Linked DNA regions of Gossypium arboreum: region 2 is linked to region 1. The links are chromatin contacts, called in public Hi-C maps. All regions are on one chromosome and are shown on one strand. Each heading gives the region's core, a stretch centred on a gene start, on an enhancer-like site or on the middle of the called end of the contact. The rest is flanking DNA. Distances are from core to core; before and after follow the strand shown.

The links. A called contact is a pair of places that touch in the nucleus more often than the background predicts.
Region 2: a contact with region 1 is called in a Hi-C map of leaf, with 4 times the contacts expected there. The contact joins two enhancer-like sites. A contact is called at or near these places in 3 of 5 Hi-C or Micro-C datasets (all in leaf).

What each region holds. Positions count from the first base shown.
Region 1 is chr3:124,622,332-124,629,550 of ASM2569848v2, forward strand. LOC108489406 (probable methyltransferase PMT10) reads left to right here. Exons shown (of 9, transcript XM_017793943.2): 8 at 986-1,063; 9 at 1,160-1,651. The coding sequence ends at 1,358. It also overlaps the pseudogene LOC108489407. Among protein-coding and RNA genes, the nearest start is that of LOC108489406, 13 kb to the left of the region's middle. Within about 2 kb of position 2,885, at least 2 of the 2 cell types and tissues checked have an H3K27ac peak or open chromatin away from gene starts, as enhancers often do. A contact at or near this core is called in leaf, where this site is marked.
Region 2 is chr3:124,682,243-124,689,461 of ASM2569848v2, forward strand. No RefSeq gene overlaps it. Among protein-coding and RNA genes, the nearest start is that of LOC108488738, 36 kb to the right of the region's middle. Within about 2 kb of position 2,504, at least 2 of the 2 cell types and tissues checked have an H3K27ac peak or open chromatin away from gene starts, as enhancers often do. A contact at or near this core is called in leaf, where this site is marked.

The sequences.
Region 1 (7,219 bases), core at 1,635-4,134:
TTTCTCGACCAAGAAGAACCATAAGGACAGATTGTGACCATTGCAGGAAAATTTTTCCATCTAATCGATGATTTGTGATTATAAGAGAAGAGTTAAGGTCACCTTGTGGGATTCCTTGACTGTGATTTTGAGTTATTTGTGAGATCTCAGTCTCAGAGGAATTTTCGGTGTCACCCATGGGAGTAAGGTTTCTAACAGAGAAAACAAAACAAGAAAAGAGAAGAAAGAGTAGGATCAATTGGATTCCTGATGCTCTTGATACCATGAACAAGTTTAGGAAGAAGAATAATTCTTATTTTTTCTAATCTAATACAGCCTTTTAAAGAAAAGCAGGAAAAAAAAAAAAGAAATAATCTCTAGAAATTAGCCTATCCCTAAAAATTAGTAATTTGATTATGGCTAATAGTACAAGGAAATTCCTAGAACTAAGGTAGAAAATCTGCTTAATTTAAGGAATTCCAACAAAATGTGAGAAGGACATCATTTTGATGTCATCATCAAAATTTCTACTCATATGTTTTTTCTGGAAGCCATCATATTTGATTTGGGCAAGGGAAAACCTTTCCTCTCCAATATTTAAAGTTCAATACATAGATTTCCAAAAACTCAGCTTCTTTGAGCTTTGGCTTGAGGCTTAATTTATGTTTAGCTAAGCCATATGGTAGTTAGCACATCCAGTTAATTAGAATGAACCAGGATGAGTCTTGAACTAAGTCAAGCAGCTGTCAAAATAGCATTTAGTGACACCAATCTGCGAAACCTTTAAACCTTTTTGGCTGGGAAGTAGGAGGACCTTCCACCATGTTTATACAAGTAATAGTACTTAGAACTAAGTAAGAGGGCCTTCCATGGTCTTCCTTGGGTTTCTTTTGTAGCTCATTCATTACTGAGTTTATGAATGCTTTTAAGCTCATCCGTAGACTTTCTACATATGATTTCATATTCCTCTTGCTTTATACTTATGATTCTTAATTTCTTTTCCCAGGTGTGAACCATTCGATACTTATCCTAGAACTTATGACCTATTACATGCAGCAGGTCTTTTCTCTGTTGAGAAAAAGAGGTATATTCATCCTCTTTTCCTGTTGTGTCCTAGTTTATGATAATAATGCACATTCTTAAGTTACGGTTTGTCATTTTCCTTCTCTGGTTGATATAGGTGTAATATGTCAACCATCATGCTAGAGATGGATCGCATGCTGAGACCTGGTGGACGTGTATATATACGAGATTCAATCTCTGTTATGGGTGAACTTCAAGAAATAGCAACTGCAATGGGATGGGTGGCTGTGCTGCACGAAACAGGTGAAGGTCCACAAGCGAGCTGGAAAATTTTGATCTCTGAGAAACGTATGTGATGTGCTTGTTTGATGAATATCTGTAAAACCATGTTAGCTTCACAACTTTGGGAAGTACGTCAAAATCACATATAGAAAGAAGCTGCTACTCCCTGAACTAAAAAGTAAGAGCTGCAACTCGTTCCAAATAATATAAGTATAATCTATTGTTCTATGTATGTAGTAAACATTACTGATTGGTATTACTACATTTGGACGAACATATATTAAAGGATTTCATTTTTCTCTGTTGTATCCCAAGTGTAATTGTACATTACAAAGTTTGCCATTTTAGTACATGTTGAAGTTGTCAATGTCTTACTGATTCTCTTTAGGAAACTGTTCCATGTTTCAGTTGAAGGAATATGTGATTTCATCATGCCAGGAACTTTTAGAGAATGTGTTAGGAAGGATACAACAATTTTACCAATCTTTTTTCTGGGATAAAAGGAGACAAAAAGATCCATCCATTGACAACTTGTAACCCAAGATTTCACCAATAAATGATCATCAATTTTTTTTTTTCTTTCATATCATACTAAAAGTTCATCCATAAACAAAGATTACAAACTCACACTATCCAAATGATAAACAAAGCAAAATCCTTTATCACAATTAACTATGATTTTATTGAAGCATCCTTAAGAACAGCAGTATTAACCTGTTTAGAGAGAGAAGCTTCATATATTTCCATAACGAGTCTAGGATCCTTTTCAACAAGTTCCATATACCCTTCCTTTTTTGTAAGCTTATCAATGTTGTCCATAATCAAACACAAAGCTGCATCGAGCAAGAGCTTGGCGCCGTGCTAGTAAGCAAAGGCATAGGTCATGAGTGAATTATCCCAGTTCAATTTTGATACCAGGAACTTTTCCTAGAAGCCTTTAAGATGCTTCACCTGGTATTTTTCAGTCAAAACAAGAAGATCACAAGCCATTTGCTCATCAAGCCATGATTCTGCAGTGTACAAATAGTTCACAAAGGCTCGCAGAGCATCGTATGATACGTCACTGATCTTGATTGTTCCACTTTTGCTTTCTTCCATCTCATTTTCAAGCATTGCTTTGAATACTGGTGAATGGTTCACCTGGCTTCACATCCAAATATTCATACATAAAACAAGAACCAAACAATTAATGCTCCTAAAAGACACATTTCCTGACTTAGGTCCAGCTTTTTAGCTACTGTAAAAGAAAATAGCCATCATCCAAATGTAATTTTCAAAAATTTCAAGTTGGGTCACATTAAAATTTCAATTTTTTCATTTGAAATTGAAATTAGAGCAGATGAAGCAAATTGGTGGGAGTGGAAGTAGTAGTACCAAAACGGCTTTATGGGCGGGTACAGGAACAGGGGGCAAGCCATCATCGGAAGCGACCAAAACGACGTCGGGGAAGAGGGGACCAGGGGAGGTGGAGGCACCACGGTGGGCGTGATCTAGTGGAGACCAAAAACGTAAAAGGCGACTTTGGCTTTGAGATCTTCAATCTCCCGCTTCAGTTCTTCCTCGGTCTCGCTAGCTTCCTCGTAACACTCCTTGCACGTCCCGGCGTCACGTGCCGTGTACATTTCCTTGCACGATATGCATCTCATCGTCTCGGTGTCGCTCTCGCTCTCCTCCTTCTCCGACTCTGATGCCCGCCCGGTCACACCGATGCCTTCTCATTTTCCTTTTTTCGCTCTACGGGAAAGAATGTGCGGCTTTTGCTATTGGCTGTTTTTTCTTTAACGATTCCCAATATGATTTTTTTATTTCTACTTATTGTTAAACCTTATAATAGTTTGATTCTTGTAGTTATTTACACTTAGTATTTGTAATTGTATTACACTTTTTATAGTTAAAAAAATCTTAACTCATAAATTGTTAATTAAATTATTATTTATTTATTTTTATACTTAATTTTCTTTTGTCATAAATAATATTTAAATTATTTTTCCTCAAGTTGCTACCTTCATTAATCAAACCTTAAACAATTTCTATTTACAAAAAAACTTAACTCACAAATTAATACCTAAATTATAATTTTTTTCAAGTTGATACTTTAACTTTTTTGTCACATGCTACCTAAACTGTTCTTTCATTGCCCATTTGACATCAAAATGTTATTTCATTAAAAATTTCAAGAATAATAAACCCTCACATCATATAATTTTTAAAAAATGATTTTAATTATTTTATTTTCATTTACATTATTTCTCTCTCACACTATATATATATATATATATATATATATATATATTTTTCATTCTTCTTCCATTATAATGACATGTTAGAATTTTAAATAGTATCTAATATAAAATTAGAACCGTAAACCAAGATCTATCATGTCAAATCATCAAGAATAAATAAATAATGTAACTAGATGCTGAAGCGTGCACTGAATCCATGAATTCTTTAAAGTTTTACCGGATTTTGGGGATTTGATCTTCCAAATTAGCACACAAGAAATTCAAAGAATATTTGCTCTCTTTTTCCTAATGATGAGATATTAGAAAAGATATCTTGTGTGTAATTTGGGGACCATAACCCTAATATTTATAATCGTGACATATTAATTCTAATCAAATTCTAATTAGCCCATCATTAATTAGAATATGATTAGAACTCAATTACTAGAGCATTTACACATATTTGACCCATATTTTATTTAATAATTAAAGCCCAATAAAATTTTAACCAAATTAGATCACTTTTAATCTGGGCTAACATATCATGATAGTAAATAATAACATGTAATTACCTTATTATATATGTGATGTCCATATTTTCCAACAATCTTCCACTTGGTCCACATATATATACAAATTACTCTATAATTACATGTCATTATATAACCTTATGAGCTCAAAATTTTACTATCATATCCAAAAGGTATTCCGAACAATCTCGTCTATTAATTATGTTAACATAGAACCAAGGCGACTTTTGTTACATATATCGTAACTAAATCCATCCATGATCACATATATTAACACAACCAAATGACATAGATCAAGTATGGATGTGTAGCATGGAAATTACATGCAATATGATCTAAACATGTCTATTTCCAACTGGTCCTCCTTAGTGAGATCAAACCTTACCAAAATTAGAGTGTGAATAAACCAAATAAACTTTATTTCTGCAGAAAATAAATTTATTATCTTTAAACTGAAATAACTGAAAATGTGTCTATAACATAAAAGCATTTAAAAATACAAACTCCCACTAAAACCAAATATCCTTTAAATGACATTACACCCATATTAGCAATGTGCTCTTATAAAACCTTAGGTGTAGTTCCTTAGTAAGCGGATCCGCAATCATGGAGTTTGTCCTAATATGCTTTATAAGTACCTAACCACTCTGAACTTTTACTTTAACAACCAGGAACTTAAAGTCTATGTGTTTTGACTTTAATGTGCTCCTGTTGCTATTGGAATAAAAGACTGTAATTTATTTTCACAATTTACACCTTAGTGACAAAATCTTGTATCCATATTCCATCAAAACCGGAGTTTATATACCTGATGATCTCTAACTAATTAGATTTCCGATATGTGAGCCTGTAATTTTTTGTTCTCTAAAAAATACCTTATAACCCTTTTGGATGCTATCTAATGGTCCAAACTAGGGTTGCTTAAAATATCTGCCTAACATCCCAATAATATACACAATATTCCAATGTATACAAACCTAAATGTACATTAGATTTTCCATTGCTAAAATGTAAAAAAATCTTATGCATTTTGGTAATCTCAAAATCATTCTTAGGGCATTGATTGAGGCTATACTTATTATTGACAAGAAGTATGTCATTAACATATAAAACCAAATAGAGAACCTTACTCCCACTAAACTTATGGTATATACGATTATCAAAAAAATTCATCTCTAAATCGAATGAGATAATCATTTGGTAAATTTTGTAATATTATTGACGAGAAGTCTACTTAAGCTTATAGATGAAGTTCTTTAATCTGCAAATAATTACCTTTGCATCATCAGACGCAAAGTTTTTTAATTGCACCATATAAATGTATGATCAATGTTACCATTGAGAAACCATTAACTTAATATTCATCTGATGTAGCGTAATATCAAAATATTCCACTAAAGCCATTATAACTCTTTCCCTAGTGGACATTTTTAATAACATTCATTCTTGAGGTTGTTGAGTTTGTTCTTCAAGAACAATTACCTCATTTTGAATAGGGAGTTGTTTAACATTGTCTTATTGAGGTTCTAGATTCACTTATTGATTAATGATAGGTATGAGAACATAAACATCATCAAAAGTAATAGTAGGAACTGAGTTAAAATTCAATTCCTCCTTAAAAACAATGTCTCTAACCTTATTTCTCCCTCCAAACTCAACATCCTAAAAGAATGTTTCAATTATCATCTAAAAAATATTCCTAATTGTGGGATCTTAAAATTCATAGCCCTTAGATCGCTCAGTATTTCCTTGACCCTTATACTTTACAGACATCAAAGAAGTTAGAAATAATTTCATTTTAACTTTATCATTTTTAGCAAAACGTTTCTCAATTTCATTAAGGAAACCTTTGTAACGCCCTCTGTAATTTCGACATTTGTGATTGTTGAGCATGAAAATATCGAAACTTTTGTTTTGATTCTTTTTGGCATAAATATATGTGGTTTAGGAAGTTATGTACTTTGGGGTGTGTTTGGGAGGTTCCAAGTTCATGTTTTAACTTGGGCTAAATTTTGGTTTTTATGTGAGAAAAGCCTGACTTTAGGTCAGTGGGCTTATAAGGAATTGATGGTAAAAACCTAACAGAATGGGCCTGTTGGTCTAGTGGTTAAGATGTGTGTTGGTGTGTTGGGGGTCTAGAGTTCGATTCCCTACAGTAGCGATGAGATTATTTTTGCTGCAAGTTTCAGCTAAGTGTTGAGTTTTATTAAAATTCTGAGTTGAGAGTTTTAGGAAAAAAATTAGGGGTTTTATTATTTCCTTCTTTTTGGCAAAATATTTTCTCTGCCGTTCTTCCTCTTCCAAACTTGAGCTGTCGAAATTCTCTTCTTCTTTTTCCCTTATTCTCTATTTTTTTTCTTCTTCGATTGCTAGTGATTTCGTCGGTTCAGTGAGTTTGGTTTTTAATTAAGTTAAGTGATTTCCTTAGAGATTGTTTAAGAGAGATTTTGGTTGCTATTTAGGGAATATTCTAGGGTATGTGGATCATTAATCGAGCTCTTAACAGTAAGGAATCACTGTTATTCATTGAAGGTAAGTAGATCTTTTGTTTCGAGATTTGCCTATTCTTAATAATCTGACTTAAGAGACTGATTTTGGGTTTGCTATGATCGATTTTAGACTTTGGTGTGCGCGTGGTTGGATTAGCAGCAGAAATGAACCAGGTGTGTACTTCGATTACGCAGGAAACGAGTTTTGGCAAAAGCCAAAAATGCTGCTGTCGACGCCACACGGGCGTGCGGACTACCAGTGTGGAGGTCGTGTAGCAATACACAGTCGTGTGTTCGACGAGCCAGACCATGCGCGTGCCATAAAGGCGTGACAAAAACGGGCGTGTGATAGCTTGTAGGCCATGTGCGAGGCACGGGCTCAGGCAAATGGGCAATGTAGGCCACACGAGCGTGTGGGCCCACACGAGTAAACCACACGGATGTGTGAGAATCTAGGCCAGGCATTATGATCCACACGGGCGTGTGGGCCCACATGGACAAGGCACACACGGGTGTGTGAGCCCTTAAATTTAAAATGTTTTGTAAGGTTGCACGGGTCGCCCAAGTCGACTGTGACCGGTAGTAGGGTGGGTAAGCCTTATCTAGACTCTTAATTCTATAATGTATGTGTTCGCATGATATACTTAGCATGATTATCTGATCTGTTCTGTAAATAAAGGCATGATCTATTTGT
Region 2 (7,219 bases), core at 1,254-3,753, 60 kb after region 1:
TGAGGGCGTAAAAATGGAAAGCGAAACCGTGCCCATGATTGCAGTAGTGATAGGCAACCTCCTATTTTAGCTTTGTTCGGTCGCGTCTCCCCGCACATTTCCTTGTACAATGTTGCCAACACGGCAAACCCCCAACTCAATTCGTCAGCTGCTTTAAAATCTACGAGTTTCAGCAGCAGCCATCTCAGATGTACGAGGTTTCGTGACAAGTCCGGCATCAGATAACCTCCAATCATCTCAAGAATGTATGCCCTAGCATATCGTATTCTTTTGAGTTCAGTCAAATCATTATCCGGCTCTGGGAATGTGTCTCGTAACCAGCCCATCTCGATCCGACCTCCTTTAATATTATCCTGTATAGTACCCAAAAGCTGATAGCATACGGCTCCCTAATCAGTATATGATGCAGACCTGGTGACTGCGTACCCATCCACCGGCAATCCCAATTGCAAATGCACGTCTTCTAGAGTGATAGTACACTCTCCACATGGAAGATGAAAAGTGTGCGCCTCGGGTCTCCACCTCTCTATCAATGCACTGATTAGTTTCGGGTCCAACTTGCACCCCCGGCCTATCGTGGCCACGTGCCAAAATCTCGCTTCCCGCAAGTAATTCTCGATCAACGGCGATGGAGGACCAAATATATTACGGATGTAGCATTGCAACACCCGACCTACAGACTATTATAAAAATTTATAAAACAAAAATTAATTAAAATTGCATAAATTAATTAATACAAACATCATAAATAAAAAAATCAAGCAATATTGAAATTTTAATTATAATTGCATAAATCAATAAAATATCAAATAGAATTGCAAATTTAATTAAATTTGCATAAATTAAAAAATATCGAATAGAATTGAAAATTTAAAATTATCACTTACCATTGTCATTTGATCAATGGAGATGTGCTTATTATCGAGATGGATTAATTCTCTGGCCATTACTAACACGATCGGTTTTTTTAATTTAAAAAAATTAAATTCAAAAAAATTTTAAACAAAGAAATTTGATAGAATTTTGAGAAAATCTCAATGAAATTTGATAGATTTTTGAAGGGAATATTGAAAGAATGTTGAGAATTATGAGAGAATTGTGTGAAAAATAAATGAAGGGAAAGGAATTTTGAGAGAATTATAGAAATTATGAGAGATTTGTGTGAAAAAAAAATGATTTTGGGGGGGGTCTTTTATAGTTTTCTAAAGCATGCTGATGTGGACATGTTTTCGTGAAAAACGGCCTAATCCAGTAAATAACTCAATAAACAGCCCATTTCCGTAATTAAATTTATAAAAGAACCTTTTTGGGTAAAATGGCCGATAAATTGGGCTAAAACAAATAGGTAATCTGAAAGATTGTTGAATAAAAATCATTAAGTAAGTGAGGCTTCGCACAGTAGGATTGTTTTCGAATTGCTTTAACAAATGACTATGTGCAAAATTTCTCTTTACTCCTTTATTTTTTGTTTCTATTTCATTGTCTGTTAAATATCGTGTCTGGACATGCAGATAGACAATCAAATTGAATTTATACGAAATCGACATGTTTTTAAAAAATGATAGGGTCTAATTTTGTATTTCTAATAAAGGGTTTCCTAATTTTTACAAAGGTGGAAATACTGAGGGCTTAAATTATGATTTAGGAATGTTTGAACACTTTTAAATAGTTTAAAAAAAAAACATGGATGGTTTTAAAGAGAAATTTACGCATTCGCAGAAAGCTATAAATCTGTATTTTATTGTTTCAAGTTCATCTTTAAAATTACTATTTCAATTTGACAAAAAATTAGAAGCAAGTTTATTCAGCGAATATAAGGCCTATGATAAAATAAATAGTTTATAAATAATCATTAATTTAAGAAAAATTGTATAATGATGACCAATTAAGAATTGATTTTAATTATTATTATTTAAAATTTGGTTTTAATTTTATACTTAAATAACAATTTTAATTAATAATAAAATTATTTTAAATTTATAAATAGTTTATATCTTTGAAATAATATTAATATTAGCTAAAAGAATAAAATATTTAATAATATGATATTACTTTTAATTGTTAAAATTTTATCAATTTTAGAGCACAACCTGTAATTTAAATATTTTAAATATTTAAATTTACCAAGTTTAATTAATTATTGATACTATGCAAATAATGTATTATTGATATTCTATTTAAAAATAAAAAAAATAGATATATCATGTGTTGTGGCAATAAATTAAGATAAAAAATACTTAAAAATAAGAAGAAATGAAATGAAAGGATGAAATTGATCAGCATCTGGCAATGCGGAGGAAGACAGGTGGGGCCGGGTGTGACGTATGAGAGAAATTGAGGATGAAGTCAGCTGTACCTCAATACAACCCGGGCTTACTTATGTATCATTTACTTCAATTGATTTGTTAGTAAAATTGAGAGATGAAGGTTTTCCCAGAGGGAGTGAATCCTGCCCAACAAATCATGAATTGGAAGCCAATGTGTGGAGGCCTATTTCCAAAGAAGAAGAGATCTGTGAAGAAGATGATGCTCCATTCCCTCATCAATTCCCTAAAACCATCATCAACTTGTACTACCACCATCCGCCTCTGGTATTTCAATTTCATACTCTGTTGAAAGTCTGAGATTTTTTGTTGGTTTTGGGCTTTTATGATGAGCTCTGCTTTGGGTTTTTAATCATAAACATTCGTTTTCATTTTATTGTTCCCTGCAAATTTCATATCACTTTTAAGCATTGCTGCTCAGTCTTTTATTAATTCCGATGAATAGCTTATATTCCTTTTTAAAAGGAAGAGCAGTTGCTGAATGACATGGTTCAACAGCACTACTCCGCTCTGCGCAAAGCTATAGGTAGAAGATTTTTTAATAATTAAAACATTCTGAACCCTACCACTTCAACTGTCTAATCTTAATCACCTCTCCAAAATTTTATTCTCTCAGCATCAAGTAATTAATTATTGGCAAGCCAAGCCTACTGGAATGGCCCTTTCACAATTTAGTCAATACTCAATTTTATCCAAGCTTACTGGAATGGCCTTTTCACAAATTTAGTCAAAACTCAATTTTATCTTTTTTTTTTTTTTGCTTTTAATATTTAGAATTTATATTAAATAAATATATTTCGCTAAAATAAATTTATTTTCTTTTTAAAAAGACACAATATCCAATGAAAGTGCATAAATATATAGGTTAATATAAAATTATTGATACATTATATCGACAAATGTGGAGGAGAAGTATAGAAAAAGCATATTATTCCCCTTTAGATATTTGCAGAATTTTATTATATAGGGTCATATCTCGAGTTAAATTTTAGGTCGAGATTTTTTATTATAATTATATAACAAAAATCAAATTAATATAATTGATCATAAGTGTTGAATTGCAAGGGAAACTTCTAGGAGAGAAATAAACGTTGAAGTTCATTTCATTGGCTCTTGGACGTCCATTGTTAAAATCTCCATTATTGACGCATATTGAGAGAGGTGGGCAGAGTAGGTTTTTCGCATGCCTCCACTTTGACTCAATATAGTGATATTATATTTTGAAATTTTCAAGATAGTTTTGTTTGTCCCCAAAGTAAATGATGTATTTGACCTCCATTCAATAATGCAATACATCATAACGTCTTACGTAAAATTATATATGTTTATTTCTGTAATTATCTTGAGTGGAAGACAACATGCTCAGCTCGAAATCCACCATCTTCCAAACAAAACCCACCTTGAAATGGCAGGAATAAGAGTTTTACGAAATTAAATCATGTTACTTTATGGATGTACCAGATTAAAGGTTTATTATTATAAATTGATTTTTTTTTTTACTTAATAGGGTTATACATAAAAACACATATAAAAATTATAGCCTTCATCATTTACAGTTTGTATAATTAGGGAAAAAGCTCAAGAGAGAGAAATCAATTTATTGTGTTGTTCTTCTTCATCATAACTTAAAGGCCAACTTCAATTATGCATCAAATAATTCTTAAACTTGTGCCAATGGCCAACTTCAATTCCAATGTAACATCCATGAAAACCTCTTGGTTGTAACAAAATTATTTTGACCAATTACGAGTCGAAGTTTTCAGAATAAGTAAAATGAGATTTATAAGTGTTAGAGGAGAAAGTAGTAGGAGACTTAAGAAAATTTAAAAGACCGATCTATAAACTAAATTGTAAGGTTTTATAAAGTATTGGGGTGAAAGTGAGAAATTAAAAGTAAAAAAGATTAAATTGAATTAATGGTGAAATATGTGAGGACGTGAAGAGCAATTTTATCAAGATCTAGTGGAAAATGACGATGGATAAAGTTTTATGAATAAGTTATAATATTTTATTTTATTATTATAATGATGATGATGTTTTAAAAGAAAGATAAGGAAGATTCTCCATCATCATCTTCTTCTCTTACACGTTACGAGCATTTGGGGAAGAAAGAAATTTTTATTTCTTTTACAATCTAGTCCTTTATCATCATCCCCAAGCTTGAATTCATCAAATTTCTATAGAAACCTTAGATAAATCAAATTACCCAGAAACTAGCAAGCTTAACTTTCAAGATCATAGAAGTGGAGTGTTCATATTTAAAGAGAGAGAAAATCTAGATAATGTGAGAAACTAAGGTTTTGAGGTAAGATTTTCATGATTTGGAAGCAGCATCATGTTTAATATAATTATTTGAGCATGAAAGTGTTGTGGATTAAGAATATTAATATTTCATATTTATGATATTGATATGAAATGAAGAAAAGACAAGGAAAAAGCTACAAGGAGTGTAGATGATAAGTGCCAAAAGTAACATGTTTTAGCCTCATTATTAATGTGTTTTTGGATGATTATTCGATTTAAATGGTGAATTTTATGCTCCTAACCCTTTAAATTCATGTTTCTATACTTAGGAGAGCCTTTGGGGGGCAAAATGAGTGAAAATAAAAAAATTGAAGCAAGTTTCAAGAGCCACATGGGCTGGGCACATATCCATGTGAGCCACACAGGATGCCACACGACCATGTTGTAACATACCTAGCCTGTCTCTACCGCCGGATTAGGGCTACAAAGCATTATTATACAAAACAGAACATTGAACATCAAAATTGAAACAATTATGCAATTCAAGAACTATTATTGAATAACTCAATTTAATTGAAGCAATAATACACTTACGGGCCTTAAATTGAGCTTACGGGGCCCTAAATACAATTTGAGAACATTCTGGGATCAATTTGAAATAAAACAAAAAATTTTGGAAAACTTGAAAATTTTGAAAACAAGGGTCACACGGCCGTGTGACATAACCTAGACCATGTGGACATTTGAAGTCTGAACACACGGCTGTGTCCCAGCCTGTGTGTCCTCTCGTGTCGAAATAGGGTCACACAGCCATGTCGCAGTCATGTGCCAAACCGTGTGTGCATTCGATATTGGGTCACATGGCCATATCGTAGGCCATGTGTCAAACTGTGTTACATACTAATTTGAGACACACAACCATGTCGCAACTCGTGTCTCAGACCGTGTAAAGCTTGTTCCTAAAACAATAATGACACATGACCATGTGTGGCACACGACCATGTGAGAGCCCATGTCCTAGGCCATGTGCTTCAAAAATTGCCCCCAAAACAAGCAATTTCAAACACAATTCTTACACACCAAGACATACCATTTCCACAACCATTCATATTACCAAAACGCATGTTAAACACACTTAAAACATACCAATTCCATCAACCTATAAGACTAACCAATGTACCAACAAAAGGTACCACAATAACAAACCAAACTAATCCCATTCAACATCTCAAGATCATTGATTCCACATAAATCAAACATACCAAACCATTTCATAAGCATACCATTCAATTATGATTTACCTACTTAAGAAGGTCATGCACAAGTGCAACATTACTTATTTACATCACCATTTGCACACAATATCAACTAGGCATCCAACCATAATTAAACCTATCACAGCTTAAAACAACCAAGAAACCAATATTACATTAAGCCCTATACATGCCATTTATAACCATAAGCCAAATTAACTAAAAACTACCAAAATGATCTACGGATAGTGTGATAAAGCTCTGACAATACTCCAACTAAACAAGCTTTTCGATGATATACAAAACAGAAAAAAGTAACTACGTAAGCAAGTAGTGCATAGTACGCTCGTATAAAGGGAACTTAAACTTACCGAACATAAAATGATTAAACCATTCAAACATTGCTCATTAAATCATATGAATATTTTTCTTTCCTATCCACAACACTTCACAAAATTAGAAAATGTAACAATGTACATTTAGTCCAACCAAGTCATGAAACATATCACAACAAGGTTTCAATATATGTTTCATTCTTCATATATTCAGTTGACACTCTTTTCATTTCAAATACATATATCAACATTTTTCCCTTTCATCTTCTAAAAACTTAAATCATTCCATATACGTACATAATTGATTTAAGCTTTAATCACCCGTTAAATCAAATGAAACAAATGACTTATAAAGACATAAAACATTACCCATACATGTATTTAAAACCCAATTCAACCTTTTATTCACATAATAAACTTCAATCCATGAACTTAATACTCATAAGTTCTTATTTACATACCTAACTGTAGAACATTGATATAATAGCCATTCCTTTGTTATCCTTTTCAATACCAAGCATATCAAAATAGGTCGATACACTACTCCAATATAACCCGTTATTGGCACCCAGTACCTAACGGATAATTCCGTAATGAAGTTTTGCACCTAGCGCTAGTTGGTGAAACCAACAAATATTACATATACGTGTGCCAAGCACTAGTCGGTGAAACCGACAAATATTATATATATTTATGCCCAGCACTGGTTGGTAAAACCAAAAATTACTATATATATGTGCCCAACACTAGTTGGTGAAACCGACAAATATTATATATATGTATGTGCCCAGCACTGGTCGGTGAAACTAACAATTATTATATATACCCTCTACCTCATGATAAAATTTACAATTAATAATGAATAGTCACCCAAAAACACATTAAGAATGAAATTAAAACATGTTACTTTTAGCATTTATCATAAAGGTGTGCATGGGCCGGGTTGGGCCGGGTTCGGGTTGGGCTCAACTAAAAATTTAGGCCCGTTTGCTAGGCTAGGGCCCGACTCGGCTCGAAAAATGGGCTTAAAATTTTACCCAAGCCCGACCCAAATAAAAATGTT